Regions from separate parts of the Hordeum vulgare genome. Here region 1 is linked to region 2. The links are chromatin contacts, called in public Hi-C maps. All regions are on one chromosome and are shown on one strand. Each heading gives the region's core, a stretch centred on a gene start, on an enhancer-like site or on the middle of the called end of the contact. The rest is flanking DNA. Distances are from core to core; before and after follow the strand shown. Region 1 holds the start of LOC123411803 (subtilisin-like protease SBT3). Region 2 has its middle 6.7 kb from the start of LOC123407484.

Region 1 (6,788 bases), core at 3,410-5,909, 99 kb before region 2:
TTTAGCTACCTAGGTGACATGGAAATAAACTGAGGCCATGAATCATAATTAATTTCCAGATATGTTCGGTTTTCCCCTTCTAGTTAAATGTTTAAATACCAACAAATATGGAATCTCCAATACCTTCTTCTACCCAAAACCATGGAGCTACAAGTCCCATGCATACCTTTTTTTTTTTTTTTTTGCAAATCTGTTCCATGTGCTTACTCAAAATAGCAAAGTAGTGTATGTAGGGATGACTGAAATTACTGAATAGCACACATGAGTATCTGTCCTGCATAAGTTGGCTGGGAGTGAGAAGCTAGTCAATTGGACAATATAACAATAGCAGGCTCAGTGACAGTAACCATGTGGTCTGGGTTGTTTCAGTTCAGGTACTTGCCCGATTGCCAGGGAGGGTCAAAAGTATCCATTTGGTTAGTGATCCAAGATATCCTACTAGCAGATATGTAGGTAGAATTCCTTTCAGTAATGACAGTACTGACCACACAGACTTTGGGAGCATAGGACTAATTTCCTGGTGTGCTCTAGGAAACAAATGCAACTGATGGCCAAGCCATGAATACACAATGATAACCGCATACGAATCGAACGCTGGCAAAGACAGGGACAGCTCAAATCTGTTTGTTGTCGATAGGAAACTACTACTACTATCAGCGACACACACACTTGCTGGTGATTCTAGTCCGTGCAGTCTTCCAGGGCAAATAGCGGCCGGGATCCTACAACCAGAGCTCCGGTAGGAGTCTCCAACCTCTATCTACCATAGATTTGCAGGCATATATCAAGAAGAACACAATCCTAGTTGCGGCTGGAGCCTCGGAGGAGGCAGGAAGCAGCGTACCTCTGTCGACATCTCGTGGCCTGGCGCGGCATGGTGGTGGAGATGGGGGCAGGAGAAGCAAACGGCGGCGGCGAATGGCGCGACCGCCGGCGACACCGTGGTTCGTCTCCCTCCCTTTGATCCCTTCCGCTGCGCGTCTCAGAGGCTGGCAAAGTGGGCTTTCCCTATGTATGGGCTTGTTGTCTTCAATGGGCTCCGCCTGGACAAACGGCGATGCTAAATTCCTACCTTCCGAAATTCTGCAACATATCCGTACGTTTCAGATTTTTCTCCAAAAAATCCGTACGATTCTGATAGTGTATAGGGTGGGATTATAAAACTCTTAATCTTAACAAGCTAAGATCTATACATTAATCACGCTAACCAACTAGTCAAGCAGTGATGAGGGATAATCCCGGATAGGCTCACCAAGCCTACTCCTTCACACTTCGGCATAGAGTGAGGTGAAAGCCTCCTCACATGTCGGCTCCTCCTGGCCGGCTGGGTATCTCGCGCCGGCTAGGAGCGTCGCCGTCTACTCTCTGGCCGAATGGCTAGCCGTCAGCCGGCTGGGGAGCACCCGTCGAATCAATCCCTATGATGTGATGGAAGCCTTCGATTAAAGGCGAAAGTACCTCACCTCGGGTACGATGGAGTGGAATACGCGTGGCTACAGTGGTGGCGGTCGTAATGCTGATCGGTGTCGGCTGCGACCCGTCAACCGTGTACAGTACCCGCACGCCACCACCCACTCCATTACCTTGTCCGGTGTGGCTACAGTGGAGGCGGTTGTACCACTGACCGCCGCCGGATCCCGCAAGACGACGGCCATCGTACCACTCTCGCCCCGCGTAGGGAGCACGCACCAATCCCATAGCCTAGCCGACGGGTCCCAAAGCCTGATGGGACCCTGCAGCCGGCGGGCCCCGCCAGCGACAAGACTGATCAATAGCGGGCCCTCTGACCAGCCGGAGAGGCTGCCAGCGGGGCCCCCCACATTGTACCTTATATCCATTTTGTAGGCCAAGGGTCGTCTATAAAACCCCCTGGCCCCCCTCCATGCAGAGGGTCGGCCATTCCTATACACACACACACACACATACATGAGAGGTAGACTGCGAGCCGGTTGCTCCATCTTCCTCCTCCGTTGAACACCTCAAGGAGCACATTGTAGTTGTCTTGGTTCATCAACCACTCCGGCAGGACTAGGGGTGTTACCTCCCACGGAGAGCCATGAACCTGGATACATCGTGCGCCTTGCATCTCTAGTTACCAATCTCGTTTCCGGAGCCCACCGATGTCCCTTCGGTCCCAACCACTCTCGATTGAGACATATTGATCTTTAGGATTCAAATGGAACGCATTGCTATCCTATGCAATTTTCATATTGTATGAATTGATCAAGAAACCCTAAATCAACTATGACATATATATATATATATATGTTCTCCCACGGTTTTGCCAATATGCAACAAGGAAAATTGTTTCACTACAACTTAAGAGAAATTGAACTTTAGGATTCAAATGAAACATATTGCTATCCTATGCAATTTTCATATCCTATGAATTCATCAAGAAACTCTAAATTAACTATGACATTTCTATCCAATGGAACATAGAAACTGCATAAATTAACTATAACATATATATATTGTTATCCAATGGAACCTAGATCACTATATGCAATTGCTACCCAATGGAACATAGAAACTGCATATTGCTATCCAATGGAACATAGATCACTATATGCAATTTTCATAACCTTGGATCAAAGAAAGCCTCAAAACTTACCTCGTCCATTGGAAGACCATGACATTTCTCTTGAAACATAGTTGGATGACGACAACACCTTGTTGATTGGCCGTGTACTCCAGATCTAGCCCCATGCAATTTTCATTCTCCTCCGCCTCTTGAAGCCGTTCCTAAAAATAGGAAAGAAAACCCGACACCATGGCGCTGTTGTTTGTGTACACGACATTGAGTCCGGTCGTGTCATGTGCGAGCACCTGTCCGTAGCGAGTGGTTGGCATGATGGAAGAAGAGAAGGGAAGAAGAGAGGGGAAGAAGAGATGAGAGCGAGAGAGAAGAAGAAACGGAGAAATGACGAAACTCTGCTTTGGTTCGTGCTTTTCATCGCTGGAAACGACGCAGGAGGTGAACCGTTTGGACCTTTAGTCCCAGGTTGAGCCACCACCACGTACCAAACGGGGATACAAACGGTTGCCACCACTCCTTAGTCCCGGGTTGAGCCACCAACCGGGACTAAAGGGGGATACGAACGGTTGCCACCAGGAGCGAGGCCTATTGGTCCCGGTTCGTGTCTGGAACCGGGACCAAAGGGGTGATATGAACCGGTACCAATGGCCCACGAGGCCCGGCCGGCGCCCTGGCCTCATGAACCGGGACCGATGCCCCCATAGGTCCCGGTTCGTGAGTGAACCGGGACTAATGGGATTTCAGGCCCTGGACCAAAGCCCTTTTTTCTACTAGTGGTTATTCAGTGATGCCGACGCATTCTTCTCATGTCAGAAGTTGGCGGCGGCTGGCTTCTTAGGAAGTTGGCAATTTTTTGATGTGGAGACGATCCGAACGGGGCATAAGAGATGAAATAAACTGTGCTATTAGGACTCCATGGAGAAAATCAATATAATTGTTACATGGTGTGACCTTTATTGGCTAATTGTATAGCTTATGGGTATATAGAGTTTAAAGTTGTTTATCCAAGTTTTTATGATATCAGGAGACAAAGAAGGAAATGACTATGTCAAGGATTGCATATGATAGAATGTAAAAACAACATTTCATAACTGAAATAGTTTGGTGCTATGCTTTTCAAAGTGTTGATATCTCAGCTAATTTTTAGAATTGTCTATGAATGATGTGCAAGTTCTGTGGAGGCCCAACTACAGTTTTAGAAGTTTTAAATCTGTTTAAAACCCAGAATCGACTATTTTAGCGAAATTATCTCATTCAACATAATGGAGGAATAGTGGATCTATCTGGCAAATGCCATTTTTTGTTGTCAACTATAGGTAACCGGTCCATCGAAGGTCGCCCAAGCCTATCGCAAGTGGTAGTGTGGTCGATTTAGGAGAATCCACGTACTAGCCTACATCACTTCTTGTTCACAGCTGGACAATCTCCATACTAGCCTATCATGTTAGATCGAACACTATCAAGATGGCGATTAGGCTGGAGAACTTATTTCACCGCCAGTGACGCTGCAACCTCAACATCGCCGCTAGAAAACAATGGGCAATAAATGGCGGAGGAGAATGATGTGCTTGTGTGGAAAAAAATGTTAATGGTCAGTATGGATAAATCTTTAACATGAAAGAGATATTAGCTACGTGAGTTTCCACGTATCAGCTTTGATTAGCCGTTGTGCATCGGCTCTCATCTGGAGAAATATAATATGACCAGAATGTTATTTGATTGATGGTTTACAACGTATATTTTATTGTCTCGTGACAACGCATGGATATTTAACTAGTTATGTTTTAAATATGAACATGTTTTTTCTAAAGTTCACGCGTAAAAATATGCATTGAATACATGCGTCTACCTAACCAGAAAAATGGAGACAGACGTCCGCATGGTCGACCCAATCGGACATAAAACAGATAAAACGCGTGTCGTGTCCGTGCGTTGCAGTTGCTCTAACTTGTCGGCTGACATTACACTTCCGAGTGATGAACTTCACCATTCTATGTATCTACTTGTGTCCGAACCATTTCGAGCAAAATCGACATTGAACTAACAAGATGGTTAATGGTAGGTGCATGATACCCTATCATACGCTTGTAAGCATTCGCCAAAAATGCTCTTTCCCTGTAGTACACGACAGTCGCGAGGTGCACATGCGGAAGCAGACGACGAGGCCCATGCCGCTGGCTGGCGTGTCCAAACAAAGACTAGGCAACCACCGAATGCATCCGACTCCATGAGCACCGGCCATGCAGGTTAACTACCATGCCCGCCGTTGCCCGGGCCGCGTCACCCTTACGACGCCGGCCGTCGCACTCCACCGCCGCCGGCGCTCTACTTGTGTACTACGTACATCGCACAATGTGGCCATGGGTGGCGTTGGTGCTGGTCGCGCTCTACTCGCGTCCGGCCGCGGCGGCGGCCGAAACTGTGGCGGCGGCGTCCTACATTGTGCACATGGACAAGTCGGCCGTGCCGGTGGTGTTCTCGAGCCACCTGCGCTGGTACGAGTCCACGCTCGCCGCGGCTGCCCCGGGGGCAGACATGTTCTACGTCTACGACCACGCGATGCACGGCTTCGCGGCGCGGCTCCACGCCGATGAGCTCGACAGGCTCCGGCGCTCCCCGGGATTCGTGTCGTGCTACCGCGACGACGCGAGGGCGGTGCGTGACACAACGCACACGCCCGAGTTCCTCGGCCTCGGCGTCGGCGCGGCCGGGGGAATATGGGAAGCGTCCGACTACGGCGAGAACATGATCATCGGCGTGGTGGACACGGGCGTGTGGCCCGAGAGCGCGAACTTCCGCGACGACGGGCTCCCGCCGGTGCCGGCACGGTGGAAGGGCTTCTGCGAGTCCGGCATTGCGTTCGACGCGGCCAAGGCGTGCAACCGAAAGCTCGTCGGCGCGCGCAAGTACAACAAGGGCCTCATCGCCAACAACTCCAATGTGACCATCGCCGTGGACTCCCCGCGAGACACGGAAGGCCACGGCACGCACACGTCGTCCACGGCAGCCGGCTCGCCCGTGTCGGGTGCGTCCTTCTTCGGTTACGGGCGAGGCGTCGCTCGCGGCATGGCGCCCCGCGCCAGGGTGGCGGTGTACAAGGCCCTGTGGGACGACAACGCGTACGCTTCAGATATACTCGCCGCCATGGACCAGGCCATCGCCGACGGCGTCGACGTGCTCTCCCTCTCCCTTGGCTTCAACGGCCGACAGCTATACGAAGATCCCGTCGCAATTGGCGCATTCGCGGCGATGCAGCGCGGCGTCTTCGTGTCAACCTCGGCCGGTAACGACGGACCGGACCCCGGCTACATTCGCAACGGCTCGCCGTGGGTGCTCACCGTCGCGGCGGGCACGGTGGACCGGGAGTTCTCTGCCATCGTCCGGCTCGGTGACGGCACGACCTTGGTCGGCGAATCGCTGTACGCAGGAACCCCACATCGCCTCGGAAACGCCCGGCTCGTGCTCCTCGGCCTGTGCGACAACGACACGGCGCTCTCAGAGAGCCGCGACAAGGTCGTGCTCTGCGACGTGCCGTACATCGACGCCCTGAGCCCCGCGATATCGGCGGTGAAAGCCGCCAATGTGCGCGCCGGGCTCTTCTTGTCTAACGACACGTTGAGGGAACAATACGAGAGCTTCCCATTTCCGGGTGTGATCCTGAAGCCGCGGGACGCCCCGGCGCTGCTGCACTACATCCAGAGCAGCCGCGCGCCCAAGGCCTCCATCAAGTTCGCGGTGACCGTCGTGGACACGAAGCCGGCGCCGCAGGTGGCGACCTACTCGTCACGCGGCCCGTCGCGGAGCTGCCCGACGGTGCTCAAGCCCGACCTGCTCGCGCCCGGCTCGCTCATCCTCGCCTCGTGGGCGGAGAACGCGAGCGTCACCGACGCCGGGACGCAGCCGCTGTTCAGCAAGTTCAACGTCATCTCCGGCACCTCCATGGCGTGCCCACACGCGTCGGGCGTGGCGGCGCTCATCAAGGCGGTGCACCCGGAATGGAGCCCCGCTGCGGTGCGATCGGCGATGATGACGACGGCTAGCGCGGTGGACAACACCTTGGCTCCCATCAAGGACAGGGCCGACGGCATCGAGTACGCAGCCTACCCGCTGGCGATGGGGTCCGGCCACATCGACCCCAACCGCTCGCTGGACCCCGGCCTGGTGTACGACGCCGGACCGGACGACTACATCAAGCTCATGTGCGCCATGAACTTCACGACGGCGCAAATCAAGACCGTGGCGCAGTCAC
Region 2 (6,612 bases), core at 1,034-3,533:
ACGATGTTTTTCAAGGATCACTTGTCCCAAAAACGAACGGGGCCACGAACAACGGCAAACCTAGATTGCAAAACCCCGAATGCTCTTTCAATGTCTTTCCGGGCTGCCTCTTGTGCCGTTGCGAAATCACACTGTTTCCTAGTTTGGGGGTCTTTGATGCTCGTGAAAAATGTGCACCATGGAGGGTATATACCATCTACAAGATAGTACCTCTTTGTGTATTCATGCCCATTGATAGCGTAGTTGTAAGCAGGAGCATCACCACTAGCAAGCCTAGCAAACAAATAAGATCATTGCAACACATTGATATCATTGAGAGTACCCGGTATACCAAAAAAGCAATGCCAAATTCATGAATCCTTGGATGCAACGACCTCTAGCACAATTGCTGCATCATGAGACTTGCAACAATACATTCCCTACCATGTCTTTGGGCAATTTTTCCAAGTCCAATGCATACAATCTATGCTTCCTAGCATGCGAGGCCAACCTCTTCTATCATTAGATGCCATCAATTTTTGTGTGTCTTCCTCGTTCGGTGCTCGAAGATATTCAGGATCAAAGACACGGATCATCACTTTGGCAAACTTATGCACTAACTCATTTATCGTATCTTCACCAATGCGAAGGTACTCATCAGCATAGTGAGCCAGAATGCCATATGCAATTACCCGCATAGCTGCCGAGATTTTTTGATGTTCACTAAATACCTTCAAGCCCGCGACATTTCTTCTTTGTGTAAAATACTGACAATTGGCCTCGCAATCTTGAACAATTTACACAAAGAGGGATCGACACATTCGATACCTTCTCCGGAAGAGGTGCGACAAATATGTTGGATTGTCCGCGAAGTAGTCTTGCATCAACATCTCGTTCTTGAGATGGCGATTTCAAGGAATGCAAAGACGGCCGACGGTCGATCCTCGCCGCCTCTTTCGGTTCTTGTCTTCATGCTCCTTCACGGCAAGGGTCATCATCAACGTCTGCTGCGATAGTTGACAAGCAGCATATCAACATCCGAGTCGTCTAATCGAATCGTCGAGCAAAAACTTCTCGCACGGGCTCAATTCCATCTAAATTCACAAGTACGCGCGCCATGTTAACCAACTATGCATACCGCTTGGCATAAGCACAAGTACAAACTCACCGGCTGCTCGGGGGCGGTGGCTCTCCGAGGGTGGATCAGCGGATCCGGGGAGCTGGTGCAGCGGCTCGATGGAAGAGGGTAGGGGCACCCCCGCGGCGCGATTCCGCCCGCAGATTTGGCCAGAACACCGGCGGCGGACGGGCGGAACCAATGGTGAGCGGCAGCGGAAGGTGGCAGGAAAGGGCGCGGGCTGAAATGTCTCTCCCGGCAACCGCTTTTCTGGGATAAGGGGCACCATAGGGGCGAGGCGAAAACCTGCATCTTCGTGGGTTGGGGATGGGATTTTGTCGCGCCCCTCCAAAATATTTAAGGGTCGAATGCGTTTGCAGGGTATGGTCGGGCAGCATTTTTTGGACCAACGCGTATTTTAACGATTATTTTGCAGATCGGGGCGAGTGGTGGAGCCTATTGGGCTGACCCTAATGCACAGGAATACGGGTCCAATTTAATTTTAGTACTTGTCAGTCACCTAAAAAGGCTGTGTACATCATGTTAGCCCAAAATTGGTGCATCGGGTGTCTCAAGGCTGCTTTCAGGGCATTTCCTATTTGACGCCACAGACTTCAGTTAACGTGCATTTTTGTTAACTCGTGCGTGAGGTGTTCGAACTGACTCAGCCTATCTAGGCGCTTGTGACATTTTAATAAAAAATCAATGAACTTATTTAAATATCGACGATTTTTTAAAAAATTTCATCGAATACTTTTTGGGATTGATGAACTTTTTTGAATATCAATGAACTTTTTTGTAATTTGATGAACATATTTTTGGAAATGGATGAACTTTCTAAAGATTTATGAACATTTTTTTCAATTCAATGATTTTTTTTAAATACATGAATCATTTTTGATTTTGATGAACTTTAATAAAATATATTAAACTTTTAAGAAGTTAATGAACTTTTCCTAAATAGGATGAACTTGTTTTCAAATTGATGAACCATTTTTAAAGATATGAACTTTTTTGAAAAATGGATAAACCTTTTTTCTTTAAATCTGTAAACCTTTCTTTATTTTATAATATTTTTTAATAAAAAAAGTCAAAAAAGAAAAAATGAACAGCACTTTAATGGACCGGCCCATTGTAGCAGCGCTGCAGGCGCCGGATCGTTAACGGGCGCGTGCAGCGCTGCATAGGAGCTCCCAGCTTTCAGCCTTTCACGCGCATGCCTGCGCGATGGGTTCTAATACAAGCCACGCACGCACACATTGATGTTCGTTTCCCTGGCTCTGCCCAAATCAGCATACGCACACTATTTTTTTTTCATACCAATGGGTGGATGGATCGATTAGTCTTTTGTGTGTAGACACAGAGGCGGCAGCGAGCCAGCCACCGAGGGCATGTACAATGGTTGATAAAATAGTTTTATCTTAAATCTTTACTAGCAAAAGGGTCCGTGCGTTGTAACGGGAGAAAAAATACCACATGCGTTTAATCTTTTTATAATCATTTTGATTTATTAAAATAATAAGCTAACTAACTAATGTAGTCAGTCCTATCCTATTTTGTTGAGAAAATCAACCCGTCTATTGTTAATTCCGTCGTGATGAAAAATTGAGCGGGGCAAGCAAAGCAAAACAAAGAGGCTACGTGAATTGATCAAGGGACTGTTATCTTATTTCACTCATGGGTAGAGAATGTGGGATGAGATAACAAACTGAAGGTGGTGTTCCATTCTCTCTCTCTACAACAATGCAATCTTACATTCAATACATTCATTCATCAGCAAAAAAATTCCCACAAAACAAAATTTCTTGCCGGTGCTTGGCACACGGTTGGAGGCATGGGGAGGGGATCTCACCAGATGATGAATTCCTGTCGGAGGAGGGGATACGATAAGGGGAGCAAGGGTTAGGCGCCTCTATCTGGCCATAAGGAGTCGCCGTTGCCGCGCCATAACCTCGGAGTTCCCCGTGTGAGCCATGGAGGTCCGCCTCCACCTGCAAGTACTTCGCTTCGCCGTGCCTTATCCGCGCGCCACCGCCGTTCTGCATCGAGCAGACGCATCATCCAAGTCGTTGTAGCTGTCGCGTTAATTTGATCCAGAAGCTGTGCTCGAGCGCTGAAACAGGGGCAGCAAGCGGGCAGAGGTACGACCGTGGAGGCGGGCGGGTTGAGATCGACAGAAGTGGTGGTTGAGGTCGGCCGCGGCGGCGAGTGGTGTGGCAGCGGCCTGAGCACAGGTCAGGGTGGACCAGGGTCGACGCGATGTGCTCGAGCGCCGCAACGGGGGCAGTGAGCGGGGAGAGGTACAGCCGCGGAGGCGGGTGGGTTGAGATCGGCAACGTTGGCGGTTGAGGTCGGCCGCAGCGGCGAGTGGTGTGGCGGCAGCCTGGGCACAGGCCAGGGTGGCCCAGGGTCGACGGGAGGAGGCGATGCGTACGGGTACAATTTTTGCAGCAAATCGTTTTTTCCTTTTGCGTTGCAGATAAATGATGGAGCGCGGGTTGAATAACAAAAATTACAGGGTTTATTTTTATAAAAATGTCGTAGTGGGTTTTTCGACGGAAGCAATAGCAAAAGGGCCCATGCGTTGCAACGGGAGAAAGAAATACCACACGGCACACGCTCTTAATTTATAAAAAATGTCTATAATTTGAGAATTTATAGTTACGATACAAATAAAGATGGTCATATCCTACAAAAATGCAGTTCAAAATTTCACAGGTCTTCTATTTTAACACGGCTTGCATGTAGATTTAATACGTACAAAGAATCAGTCAAGTGACCTCCAGTTTCATCTCTAATCCTGATTTTGTTGACGTTTTCATCCTCAACCCGGATGAGTACCGGTATGAAAGAAAGACGAATAATGACTTATTTATTAAGATTGCATCCTAGATAGTATTTTTATTAAACGTTTAACAGATAAAATAATATCATATTTAAATTCTACATATTTTTCTAATCAAATTCCATGTATAATATGTTAAATTTGGAGTTACGGTTTAAAAGATATGAGTATTTAGAAAACTATTTAATATATACTACGAGTTTAATGTCAAAAATAGTAAAGGTTTTTGTAAAATCACCTCGGTGGGTTTTTCGACAGAAGCGATAGCCTCTTTATTATTAGGTAAAGATTGTAATTTAAAGATGACAGAAAAATAGTCTACAATGGGTCATCTCTTAGCCTTATCTTCTATAATTAGTTATTTCTAAAAACATGATGAGATATATTGTGTTAAGAGATCACCTCTTGTCTTCTCTTAAATTAAAGAAGACAAGGCCGTTTTTCGATTTCTCTCTCCGCCACCTCATCATTTATCCTATATGATACTCTTAAGATAGCATCATTGTACATGCCCTGAGAGACGCCGGGCGCCACAGGCCGCGGCCACATCTAACGTCTAGCGTTGTGACGCAGCAACGCCCACACCGCGACCGTAGTTTTGCCTCCGGCAGGTTCTGCATGCTCTCTTCTTTGCAATTCGGAACCGATGACCTGTGCGTCTATAGATTAGAAACGACCCCAATTTTGTTAGTGTTCTTGCCCTGACTTTGTCTAAATATTTTTACAAATTGAAGTTGCAATAATTACAGGTATAATCTTGTAGCCGATAGGTTAAATCCTTATGTATTGGCAAAACTTGGAGCATTTTCTAGGGTTGTACTTCTATTTATGGTATTACTTTCTACGAAATTTTATCTCTCATTGCTAACTTATACTTAACAATACGTACTTAAATATACATATATTATCGACAAGATTCTTCTCAAAAGAAAAGCAAGAGAACATAAATTGGGAGGAGGAGATTCAATATGATTTAGGCAAGAGAAAATTGATTGACCATTACCATCCTACTTTGAAAGATCTGGTTAGAGCAAAATATTTTCTTAACGGACATTCTCTGCCAAGAGACACTGATAGAACATTAGCCATTTAAGTACTTTCATTTGATCATTTATACTTGAAGTTTAATACTATTTTTATCTTGTAGGTTAATGAAACATGATATCCGATAAAGTATTTTGGAATTAGAAATGCAATACATCCTTCTCAAGTAATCTTGATCTTTATTTTATCATTATAGAAAGAAATTTTATTTTGTTTTTGAAACTTATAGAAAGAATTTTGATGGCTACGTTTTCTTTACACATCGTCTTTGAAATTAAAGCTTTCTTAAAATAGTGTATCTGGTAACATTTGCTCCAGCTTCGTTTCCGATCAGGGGTCTGTTAGAGATTCTCTTTTAACATAACATACAAAGTTCCAATCAGCAAGTTCTAATAGTCATCAAGGTTACATCCAGAAAGCGGAAGGATTCAGTGTGGGCGGGTTCATGTCATGAGCCACCGTGTACGCCATGGACGCGCGGCCCCCACGGCCGGTGATCCGGAGCTCCCCCTTCTTGCCGTACTTGAGAGAGAAGGTGGTCATCTGCACCACACGGCGGTGGCAGCGCCGGTCGTCGCCGTCGTCGTCACCCCTCTGCGCGCAGCACTGAACCAGGCAGTACCTGCTGCCCCCTCCCATGTACACCAGCGTGGCCCCGAGGTGGCCCGTCGTCTCGAAACCGTAATCAAACAGCCTCTCCTGGCTGACCTTCCAGTCCGGCCTCTCGCTGGCCTCGCCGGCGGGACGTCGCACGACACGACGCGCCCGCGCGCCTCGTCGGAGAGCCCGACCCACGCGTCCAGCTCGCCCGTCGTAGTGCGCCTCCCCGCGGAACGGCAGCAGCCACTCGCCGTGGTAGCGGAACCTGAGGCGGTCCGCGTCGAACGAGTAGGTGCTCCGCTGAAGGTCGGTGGCGCTGCCGGGCCGCCACCCCACGACCGACGCGAACACGGTGCGCCCGTCCGGGTGCCGCGCGTGGCAGGTCACGCGCTCGGGGCTGAACGGCGGCTCCGCGTCGTCGACCGTGGACCAGGACCAGGCGGGCGGGGGCTCGTCGTCGTCGGGCAGCGGCTGCGGGCCGAGCGCCTCGACGTGCCGGTAGACCATGGCGAAGAGCCTGTCGCCGGCGACCGACGCGTAGAAGGGCTTGCTGGTCATGCCGCGGGTCGTCACCGGGAACGGGCACGCCACCACCGCCATCGTGCTGGTGTCGAACCCGGGGATCGCCGGGCTGCCGTCGGCGGTGCGCACCGCCAGGATCTTGGTGCCGTGCACGGCGAAGGACCACGCGAGCGGATGCCGCGCCTCGAGGCGGGCGATCGGGGCCGTGTCGTCCAGGTCGGGAACGTCGGCGTCGGCGTCGAGGTCGTCCTCGCCGAACCTGTAGATGCTGCAGCCCCTGTCCCAATCGTCCAGCAGCACGTAGAGATGCTGCTGCTGCCGCCGCTCGAACGGCCGCTTCGACATGTCCGCTCCCGGCGGCTGTCTTGCTCTGCTGAGAATCGCCGGCCGGAGCCCCTTCTCTGCGTGCTTTGTGCAGAAACAGGAAACGTAAATTGCTTAGGCGAACTTTTCCTCCGTATATGAAAGCCGAGGAGCGACGCCGTATTCGACTTAGGATGGGAAC

What was found. Hi-C and Micro-C count contacts between places; a contact is called where the count stands out from the background.
Region 1: a contact with region 2 is called in a Hi-C map of seedling, with 2.5 times the contacts expected there. The contact joins the promoter of LOC123411803 here to the enhancer-like site in region 2. A contact is called at or near these places in 2 of 6 Hi-C or Micro-C datasets (leaf and seedling).

What each region holds. Positions count from the first base shown.
Region 1 is chr7H:601,400,920-601,407,707 of MorexV3_pseudomolecules_assembly, reverse strand. LOC123411803 (subtilisin-like protease SBT3) reads left to right here and starts at 4,659. Exons shown (of 1, transcript XM_045104764.1): 1 at 4,659-6,788. The coding sequence starts at 4,796. LOC123409816 (a long non-coding RNA gene) reads right to left here and starts at 1,147. Exons shown (of 2, transcript XR_006612905.1): 1 at 845-1,147.
Region 2 is chr7H:601,299,367-601,305,978 of MorexV3_pseudomolecules_assembly, reverse strand. No RefSeq gene overlaps it. Among protein-coding and RNA genes, the nearest start is that of LOC123407484, 6.7 kb to the right of the region's middle. Within about 2 kb of position 2,283, at least 3 of the 3 cell types and tissues checked have open chromatin away from gene starts, as enhancers often do. A contact at or near this core is called in leaf and seedling, where this site is marked.